2 separate regions of the Anser cygnoides genome follow, and region 2 is linked to region 1. Evidence: chromatin contacts called from public Hi-C data. All regions are on one chromosome and are shown on one strand. Each heading gives the region's core, a stretch centred on a gene start, on an enhancer-like site or on the middle of the called end of the contact. The rest is flanking DNA. Distances are from core to core; before and after follow the strand shown.

Region 1 (5,344 bases), core at 1,506-4,005:
CAAAAAGAATGCTGTCTACCTACATAGCCATTCACATAGATAAGATGTGTACTCTGCTCTGGGGCCTTTTTTAAGGTACTTTGGTTCCCAGAAGTGGGGGATGCTATTTTCCAGATCACTATCAAGTGTGGGAAAGAAATCATAAAATTACTCACGTAGATTGCCTCACTAGTAGAGGAGTATAGGCATATCCCCACTTTCAGAACAGGCGCACAGGGCAGAAGATGTCTTTATTTGTAGGAACTGCTGGGAGAGACAAACAAAGGGCACAAATCACTCCGGCGTGCCAAGCTTAATAATTCTTACCATCACGTAGATTGTTAGAGGAGTATAATATCCACTTTTATTTAAAACAAACAAACACCACTCACACACACAAAAAACACCACCACAACCTGGCAGAGCAGTGATGGATGAAGCTTAGGAGACTGGATGATAGCAGCATTTGTCTTTTCTCAGGTGATACATGCAGGCTGTCATCCAGACAAGCACGGGATGAGCAGCGCCCTTCACCTTGGCTGGACTAGGCGTGGATTTTTTTTTTTTTTTGAACATTTCTGCCTGCCAGGGTTGCATCTGGATTTAGAACAGCAAATCTCTCTGAGCCACTATATTCACACCCTGCAATTTTTCAGAATTCCTTAGATGATTGCTAATTGGATCATTGTAAACGAAATAAAATCCAGGTGCTCATTTTGGAGGATCTATTTGTAAACTCTTGGATAGCATATTGTAAAATTAACAAATCCCTCTCCGTTGGGACTTGAGATTTAAATTTACATTCCTCTGATCAGAAAAAACAGAGGCAGGAAAGGAATTGATTTGCTCTAAGAAAACAAAGGCGGCAGCCTTAGAAAAAGCATCAGAAGACAATCTTTTTAGTTCCTGGTTCTGTGGTTTGCTTAGGCAATGTCAGGAATTTGGGGCAGCATGAATCAAGTAGTCAGCAAATTCTGGGTGTCCCCAGGGTATTGAAAAATGCTTCTGGGGAAGGCTGCTATTTGCATTATGGGTCATTGCTTCAATATGTGTTGTTTCCAGCTGTTCTGCCTTAAACTGCTCTGCCGTGCCAGCCTCTAGTGAAATCCTGTGATGAAGACTGATGCGAAGAGAAATCTTTGCTGCTCTGAAGAGGCTAACAAAAAGCTCAAATGCTCCTTCTTCCCAAAAATACAAAACAAAAATGAACGTACAAAGATCAGTGAACCTGAACGAACGGTGGAAACACCAGCATGTAAACAGAAAAATGCAGACTGGAAATGGTGGGGATGGTGAGGAGGTACAAGGCCCGTTTTCTTATGCTTAGCAGTGTAAGTCAGAGACGCTCCAGAAACACAGAATCACTGCAGCGCTGTGTCTCAGAGGGCACAAACAAGCTTACGGTCTCCCTGCTCACATATTTCAGCCAGATGTCTTTGCTCTGTGGTAGTGCTACAAGTGGAGAGCTCTGCACCTGGCAGCTGCTCCGTGGCTCCAGGTTAAATTGCTCTCCTGCCCAGCTTCGACTGCTGGAAGTGGAAAAGGAGACAACTGATGAAGTGTTAGAATGCAAGAAGCAAATACTGTGAGCGATGGGGAAGCACTGGTGTGTGAATGCTTAACGTGGAAAATACAGCTCATAATGGCAGAAACTGTTTCAAAATAGTAAACCAAAAGTTGTTGTTTTTCAGGTGCATTTGGCGAGAAGTCCCAGCAGCTGTGCCTTTTCTTCCTCTTTCATGGTATGTAAAGTATCTGTTCAGGTGCTCCAGGCCTTGCTCAAATGCACCCTGTATGTTGCAGTCCAGGAATAAATAATTCATTTGTGAGAAAAGCTGTGATGAAAAGTACCCGATTTGTACCTCCACTCTAAATGCTAAAATTCTGATCCGTATGTAATAAAGTGCTGTTGATCTTGGGCACACTGAAAAGCACAACTTAAAACAGCTTCTTGCCACGGAGCTGGGGGAAAAGGATCAGAAAAGGAAAAAGGGTTGGTGCTTGAGTATTTACTTGGAGGGGAGGGAGGAAGAAGGGACAGATGGACAACCCTGGCAAGAGCCTTATCCTGCTGAATTTATGCAGGATGACTCTAAAGTTTGTCAAAGGAGTGAAAGTACACATAGCTTTTGTCATGGATGTTGTCCTGTGATAATCCTGGGCTTCTAAAGAGTGACTAAACCCATCCTCTTGCCGCAAGTAATGTAAAACGCACCTTTATTCAGTTTAACCCAAGTGTGTTATGAGGGGGGCCTTGGCAGGACTCTGGACAAACTGTGTATGCTTTGGACAGTATTTACAAGGGAATCGAGGGACCACTTTTTGCTGTTGTTTTTTTGACTTTACAGAACATCTTCGTTCTCCACAAACACTGTTGGATCAGCTACCAAAGGCTGCGAATGGCGAAGCCCCTCCATTTTGCTGGTGGAGCCCACAGCAGCGCAGCCAGCCGCCCCGCTGGGAGTGAAACCTGGCGCCATGCAGACGGACATCTGCCTGCTTATACCTCTGCGAGGGGGCTCTCGCAACCCAGGCGGGGGCCGCCGCCCACCTCCTGTGGCCTTTAAAAGGAGAGGGAACGACAAAACGCAGCTTTGGTAACGGGAACCCCAAAACATCCCCCCCGGCAGCATCGCGGGGCCAAGATGGCGGCGGCGGGGGCTCCCCTCAGCCGCGGCGCGAGGCCTTGGCGGGAAAGGCGGCGGGGGATGGGGGGGGGGGGGGTGAGGGCGTCGCCTCGCGCCCGCCCCTCGCGCTCCCCCCCCTCCCTCCCGCCCCCCCCCCCGCGCGGCGCCGCCATCTTGCGAGCGGCACAACCGGAGGGGCCGAGCTCCGCCGCTGCCTCCGCCTCTCCCCGACCCCTCCGGCCGGGCCGCTTCTCCCGGGGCCGGGGGGCCGGAGCCGGCAGGTAAGGCATTCACCGAATGGGGCCTCTCCAGCCCGCTCAGCCTCGCTTCAGCCGGCTGCGTGAGGGCAGGGTGCCCCCTTCCACAGCGCCCCCCCCCCCCCCGCTTTCCTCACACGGGGTCCGCCGCCTGAGGAAGGGGCTGCGAGGGCCTCGCCTCAGGGGGCTCTGAGGGAGGGAGCCCCCCTCAAGGGCGGCTTCTTTTCCCCTCTCCAGGGCAGCCGGGGGCTCCTCGCTCCCTCAGGTGAAAGGGGAGCAGCGGGGGTGCCCCCAGACCCCCTGAGGGAGGGGAGGGGATCCTCAGGTGCAGGAGGGGCTGGGGGTGCGCAGCCCCCCAGGAGCAGCTGGGGGACACAGGGAGGTGTGGGGCTGAAGGGGCGACCCTCTTGCCGTTTAGCCCAGGGGGACCCAGCCCTATTTATGGGGCTGGGGTAAATCGCATCCCCTCGTGGGGAGTGGGGTGGGGGGGGGTCTGGTCTGCCCCCAGCCCTTGGGGATCACAGGAGCGGTGCTGTGGTGGTCCCAGGCAGTTATCGCTGCCTCCGTGGCTGTTCGTGCGCGCACACTCACTTTGTGGAGGTGTAAAAGCCCGTGGAGGTGAAGCAGGTGGGAATAGGGCTCGTGGACATCCACTCCTGTAATCGTTTCCATCATCACGTGTTTGTGTAGCTGTGTGCAGCCCGAAAGAAAAGGAAAGAAAAGGTAGGAATTTGTGGGCAGTGCCTGCATTGTGATGCGTGCGTTCTCTTCCAGTCCACGCTGGCTTGGAAGACCTGCCCGCCTCAAGCCAGAGAGGTTTGTGGTCCCACGTATATTTGTGGATTCATGTCTTCACACACCTAATAAAGTTTTTGTGAGCGTGCTGTCATCCCAGTACCCTTCTAAAGTTTGATACATCAGTGTTACTCTACAGACAGGACTTCTCCCTGCCTCACACACTGTGTAGCCCACTTGTTGCTGCTGAAGTACATCTACAAGGAAACTCCTTGGCTTATGGTTATGAGAAAAATCATCTTCGGTGTTGCTTGTGGATGTCAGCATCATATTGTGGAGTAAAATACATCCTGAGTGATGAACAGGAAACAACTCTTGTCTTTCAGCACATTCCTTAATTCCCCTCATTTTCCTAATCCATGCAGAAAGGAGGTAACATAACTGGAAAAAAATCGTCATAAAAAAACACCGTGTAAATATTTCCAGTGCTATTTGAAAGCTGTTTATACATTGTTGCCATCTGATCATACAGGAAGGGTACTTCCAGGTGATGTTCCAAAACCTAAAAGCGTTTCTAGTACGTGCCCACTTTGTTGGATTTAAGATGTCTTTAATGCCATTATGAATGCTTGGCAGGCCACCTGGGAGCTGTGGAGATTAAGTGTGTAGCGGAACGAAGGAAGAAACATGAGCTAGGAAATGGAAATTGATTTTTATTTTCCCTTAAATTGTGGGGAGCCTAGTTTGGGAGGGATGTAGGTAAGCTTTGGATTGGACGTCTGTAACCACTGCCTTTTAGGATTTGGGTGTTGGTTTATTTATTTTTTCTTTTCCCAAATGTCTGAAAGTACAGGCAGAAAGGGATAGGGTTTTCCTTTAATGTTATAGGATATGGGCTTGGGGTATACCAGGGTAAGGTATATATATATATATATACACATACACACACACAAGGTAAGGCTGTACCAGGAAGCCAGGTATAGGGATCCTACTGGAATCAGCAACTGGGCATTCAAATTCCGTTGCTGAGGTTGTCCCCGTTTGTGTGCTTTCTGCACGTTTGGGAAGTTTTGGCGAAGGGCAGGTTTTCGTTGACAGCAGCTGAGCCTAGCACGGCCTCTTCATGAAGGGGCTGGCGTTAGGAAGTTCTGGCTCCTGATGGAGGATGAATGGGGTACGCTGCTGGGACTAGGCCAAACCAAGCAAGAGTACTCCAGGTTGCAAAGGTGGGCTGGGGTAGTTTTTTTAATAGAGCTAGCCAGCTGTGCCCCTGAGTATGAAAACTTTTTTTTAGATGCTGTTTGGGAGCACTTGATAGTCGATAAGCCTTCAGTTTTTTAGAACAGCTACGGGTGGCTTGAAGAATTAGGTTTCTCCACAGGGAGATGTTTGCCAGGGCACTTACTGATTTATCTGAACTCCCATTTACTTTGTTTTGAATTACACAGCTCCTATTTGATATTTTCAGCCCCCTACTTAATGCTAAAATGCTATACAAATGAACTATTCCTACACGAGTGAGGTGCTGTAGCTCAGGACTTCTTTGGCTGCTGGTAAACATGACTGTTTCTTGTATTTGAACGAAATGTTATATTAGAATAAATAAAAATGTTATATTAGAATAGGGCATGAAAATGTGATGTTTCAAAAAAGAATAAAAAGTGTGAAGATGGAATCCCATCAATTAGTGGTGTTTATTTTGGTGGAAAATGTATGGATTTCCTCTTGATGTTCTTCTCCTGTCTT
Region 2 (5,162 bases), core at 936-3,435, 320 kb before region 1:
ATTATTTTTTTTTGCCAAAAACTTTGAAAACAAAAGACAAAATAGCCCGGCCCGAGCCTTTCCCTCACTTGAATCAAAATCAAGACAACATTGAGACGTGGAAGGATTTTGCTTCCCAAACACAGCTGTGTTTGCGAGTCCTTCGATGCTAAGGGACGGGAAGGGCTGGAAAAGGCAGCGGCTTGACCTCTCCTGTCCAGAAGAGAAGCTCCTGCGGGCTCCTTCCAAGGAACCGGAGCAGTGACAGCAGTCACGGAGAGGGGCTGCTCAGCCTGCTGTCCCCTGACGGCCGAACGACCGCCCAGAGGACGAAGTGCAAGGGCAAAGGTTGAATCGCTACGGGCAGGCGGGGGGATCCTCGCACGGGTTTGCCCCCAGCCCTTAGACCACCACCGAGCGCCCCGGGGGAGAGCATCAAACGAAGGGGAGAGCCCCCAGGGCCTCTCCTCACCCTGTCCCCATTCCTCCTGTCACCCCCACGCAGCCCTTCGCCACCAGACCTCGTCCCTTCAAGCCGAGCGCTGCCAAGCCGTAACCTGGGCACCGAGAGGGCTGCCAGCACCGGGGCCGAACTGTCCGGTCCTGCTTCAATGGCCAACCCACGGGACCAGGACAGCTTCTTTCCTCTTGTTTCGTACAGCGCTGAGCACACCGCCAGCACGGGCTGAACAAAAGCTCCTTGACCTACTAACTCCTGGCTGGCAACATCGTTAACATCGCGCTCACCTTCTTTTCTCTCCTCCTGAACGACCAAATTCGCGGCTGCCAGAGGGAAGCAGATTGGCCTGTGCCTGGCGTGTGCTTTTCGGGATAAAAGGGGAGCCCATTAGGATGAGCCGTCTCTGCAAGCTGCTGAGACAACCACGTAACGAGCACAGAACATTCAACTTTGCCCCCCTCCTCCCTGACAGGTGATAAACAACCGCATCTCGGAGGAGCTCCTGGTGGCAAACGCTGCTTGCTCGGATGCTGCTCGGCCCCAAAATTCGGGCGGATGAGAGCTGCACGGCTCACCCAGGTCTGGTGGTGGCAGCAGGAGGGGTTTGCCCCTCTAGGCGCTGTAAGGATGCGGCCCTCGCCACGCAGCTGGGGCACGAAATCGCGTCTTGAGTGGCAATTAGGGCCGGGAAGGGCCACGGGAAGCACCTCAAGCACCGTGCGTGCACGGCGCCGAGCATCCCTGCAGATTTCCAACAATCCGCTCCACCCGCAGCCCCAGCCTGGGGCTTTAGCACCCGCACAAACATCCCCGCTCGGAGGTGGCACAGGGCAGCGACACAGGGCAGCGATGCGATCCCGGGGCAACCTTCGCCCTCGCGTTCCTCGCACGCCGGGCACCGCGCGGGGCCAGCGCGTCGGCAGCGCCGGCGCAACGGCGGCGTGGCAGCGAGGACGCGGGGCACCCGGTCACGGTGACCTCGCCGCCAGCCGCCGCCTTCCCACCCCCGCTGAGGCCAGCAGGACCCCAAACCCTCCAGCACCGAGCCTCGTACGAACGCCCCGACACCCAGAGCGGGCACGGCCACGTCCCACCCCCCCCCCCCAACCCCAACCTTGGCACGGCCAAAACCCCCCGAACCCCACAGCGGGGGCAGCGGGCCGGGAAGGGCGGGGGGCGCAGCGGGTAGCATCCCCCTCAGGGACCCCCGCAGCCCCTCTGCAACCCCCGTCCGGCCCTCGTCCCGGTACCTGCCCGTAGTCCAGGCCGCCCAGCCCGCTGCAGCAATCCCTCGGCCACCACCGCGGCCCCGCTCCCCGCCGGCCGCCCGCGGGGCCCCGCTCGTCGCCGGAGCCAGGCCGCAGGGCCATGGCCGCATGGGGGGCTGGGGAGGGGGGGGGGGGAGGCCGCGGGTCTTTCCCCCCCCTTTCCCCTTCCCCACCGCCACCACCACCCCCGGCAGCAGCACGCCGAGCACACGCGGCGGCGGTGCCGGGAAGTGTAGTCCGCCCTCGGCAGCCACCGGCAGGACTACAGGGCCCAGAGGACGCCGCGGACGGGCAGGGAGGGAGAGGCCTCCGGAGCCGGGGCATGGCCGCCGGGTCTCCCCCCCCTAAACCCTTGGGGAGCACCCACCGAGCTCGCCGCCTCCGTCGCGGGGCTCCCGGCGTGTTGTCCGGCTGCCGAGGGGGGGGGGGGGGGGAGGCCGGAGCTGGAGGCTGCTGGACTTCGCCCCGGTGTGAAGCAAGCGAGGGGAAGAAGAAAGGGGGGGGGAGAACGGGGGGGGTGTGTGGGGGGGGATGGAGGAGAGCGGCACCGCCTGCAGCCCCCCTCCCCGGGGTGAGGGGGGGGCGGTGGGTTTGGCCCCCGTGGGTTTCAGGGGGCTGCAGCGCCGGTGGAGGACGGGGATGGGGTCGGTGGTGAGGCACGGAGGGGGTTGGGGAGGGGAGTGGGGGGCTCTGAGGCCCCCGGGGCGTCAGGGAGCGGCGGGGGGGGGGCTGCGGTGGGGCCCCACGGGGCCCTCACGGCCCTTCGGGGCCAAACGTACGGAGAGGGCACAGGCAAAGCGTGGGGCTTGGAAAAGAGTGCGGGGCTTGTGGTGTGTTCCACAACGGGTCGGTGTTTGGGGCCAGAAACACCTCCGGTGGGTCTCTGGTACAGAAATTGCTGCTGGAGTCGCTGCGTGCCCGCTATTGCTCGTCCCAGGGCAAAATTTCAACCCGCCAGGTCTGGGTGTATTTTACGGGTGATTCACTGTGCCCTGTTCCCTTCAGCAGGCGGTACTATTTGTAATGATTGCGATTATTGTTACTGGCCTCGTCTCTTTTCTGCTCTCCTCTCCGAGATGTTTCGGGTTGGTGCGGCCGGTGGGAATCGGTCCCGTGTGGGGGAGTTCAGGTGGGATCGTCCCTGCGGGCCTCAGAGGATCTCTGCGTGGACCTTCCAGTTTGACAGACCTTCATTTGAGAAGAAATACATTTGTTTCAAAAAGGAGTTAGGTAGGAAGGGGGTGTTACGAGTGGGCTGCAAGTGTCCCTCCCAGAGATCTCTCAGAAGCGGTGGTGGGGAAGGGGATGGGACGTGCACGTGTGCCTGGACAGGCACCGAAAACATGCACGAGTGATGGCTCACGTGCAGCCCTCGCTGGCAAAACACCACCCTTCCAGGTTGTGCTTGAAAGATGCTGGGAAGCCCAGTGACGACTCGGCTCAGTGGGAAACCAGGTTTCTTTAACTCTGCTCATCCGAATCTGTCTCCGCATCCCCATTTCCCTGGCTGCAGGATCAGCTCCTGCACTCCGGGTGCTTGCACGAGGCTGGATCCCATCCCGTCCGGGCCCTGCGAACGCAGTCACAGTACAAACTGCAGCGCCGGCTGCTTTGGGGTGAGGTGCACGCGAAAGCACCGTGGGTGGGAGCAGCGTTCCCCGAACGGATTATCTCCAGCTGCTTCCGGCCTCTTCTCCCTCGCGCTGGATAATTTTGCTGCGTTGAGTGTGTAATTATCGCCTCTGCCATCTCCCAGGCTGGAGCGCAGAGGATGTTTATTTTGCAAGTCCTGCCAGCTGGGTCCTTGGGGCAGAGGGGAGGGTGAAGGGGACGCGGTGGGGAGAGCAATGACGGCAGCGTTCAGAAAGGAGGAAATGTCTCCCCGGGGAGGGGGTTAGCAGGGAGGAAAGTTCTCCAAACGGGCCTCTGTGCTGCGAGGGGAGGATGTCCCTGTGCTGTCAGCGTGGCTAGCTGGGAGAGGACAAGGACACCGCGGCGGGCTGGGAGGATAATAAAGCTTTTGGGGGGAAACACAGGGCAAGAGCTGAAATCCCTGGGAAGGAGCTGAGACTCCACATTCAGGAGAGGAAATGGGGGAGGAAAAGGTAAAACCGTGGGCAAGGAGCTGAGAAAAAAGAGCTGGACCTGAAACGAAGAGGAGCTGAGTAATAAAGCTTCTGAGGGGGAAACACGGGGCAGGAGCTGAAATCACTGACTCTGAGTTTCTTTTCAAATTGTTGGGGAAAAACATGGGGCAGGAACTGAAATCACTGGGTAGGAGCTAAAAATCGTCATTCACGGGGGGAGAGCTGGGTTGTCACAAACGTACCCATCCTGTCACCCCACACTGGGGGGCACCCTGCACTTCAGGGGAGAGGGGCTGCATTTGGGGCAGGGGAACAGCAGGGCCCCCACGCTGCTCCCACTGCCGAATCCCCCGTTGAGGGGATGTTTTCCCCCGTAAGAAGGAAGGGGGTGTTTGCAACAGCAGGGCCCCTCCACGCACCGGCCTCCGTCCTGCCTCTCGGAAATATCCTGGCAGCTGCGCAGGAGACAAAGAGGGCTTTTTGCAGGGCTGGATCTTTCTTTGTGTCCCCATCCCTCCCCTTCTCCCCGTGGTGTGCCTTTTATCCAGCGCTCTGTTCCCGAGCGCTGAGCTAAGGAAGAGGGCACTGCCCTCTGCGTTCCCAAGTCCCTTCTCAGCTGGAACCCTCCCAGCGGCCTTTTAAATCCCATCACAGCCCCGAGGGGTCACCCTCGATGAATGTGGACTTGCAGAATGCCTGCGTGGGCAGAGAGCACTTCAACAAAGTCATCAGGGAGAGGAGCTGCCCTGCTGGAGGGAGGACCGACGGTGCACGGGGTTTGTGCAGCCGCCGTGGCTTCTGCAGGCTGCTGCTGCAGCTGCACCGAGGGGCTCTGTGCCTTTGCCACGCTGACTGCCTGCAGGGCAGCAACGTGTGTGTGCAGCAGTCCGGTGAAGGATGCTGGCTGTCAGGTTTAGCGGGGTGCCGTGGCTCAGCGAGCTGCAGTTTGGCTCAGGAGCATTTCCGAGTCCCCGAGCGCAAGGAGGCGGTGGGGCTCCCAGGGCAGGGAGTGCCTTCAGGTGGCTTTCCTTTGGAAATGGGGCGCTGGGAAACACCAGCCAAGAGCACAGGGTAACTTCGACTCCTTAGAAGCCCAAGATGAAGTTTCCAGGCCAAACGATTGATTTTCACACTGAGAAAAAGGAAGAAAAAAAGGCGCCCACAGCTTTCACGCTCCCAGGTGACTTGCTGCCCCCCCTTGAGAAGCAGGACAAGCCCGCGAGCTCCTCTGCTTGCCCTGCAGCTCTTACAGTCCCCTTCTTTCCCATCTCTCCAGCCAAATGAACCAGAATCGATGTTCATCCCTAGCGAGCTTTGGCCACTAGTGTGGTCACCAGGAAGAGCTGCTTCTGCTGGCAACAGGGGCTC

Evidence for each region. A called contact is a pair of places that touch in the nucleus more often than the background predicts.
Region 2: a contact with region 1 is called in a Hi-C map of liver, with 2.5 times the contacts expected there. The contact joins the promoter of PEMT here to the promoter of PRPSAP2 in region 1. A contact is called at or near these places in 2 of 7 Hi-C or Micro-C datasets (both in liver).

The regions. Positions count from the first base shown.
Region 1 is chr15:2,901,559-2,906,902 of Taihu_goose_T2T_genome, reverse strand. PRPSAP2 (phosphoribosyl pyrophosphate synthetase associated protein 2) reads left to right here and starts at 2,755. Exons shown (of 12, transcript XM_048067964.2): 1 at 2,755-2,887. It overlaps LOC106032117 (chemerin-like receptor 1), which reads left to right. Exons shown (of 3, transcript XM_013174939.3): 3 at 1,671-2,888.
Region 2 is chr15:3,222,835-3,227,996 of Taihu_goose_T2T_genome, reverse strand. PEMT (phosphatidylethanolamine N-methyltransferase) reads right to left here and starts at 2,185. Exons shown (of 8, transcript XM_066977696.1): 1 at 2,075-2,185. LOC125182461 (a long non-coding RNA gene) reads left to right here and starts at 2,212. Exons shown (of 2, transcript XR_007162312.2): 1 at 2,212-2,937; 2 at 3,106-3,915.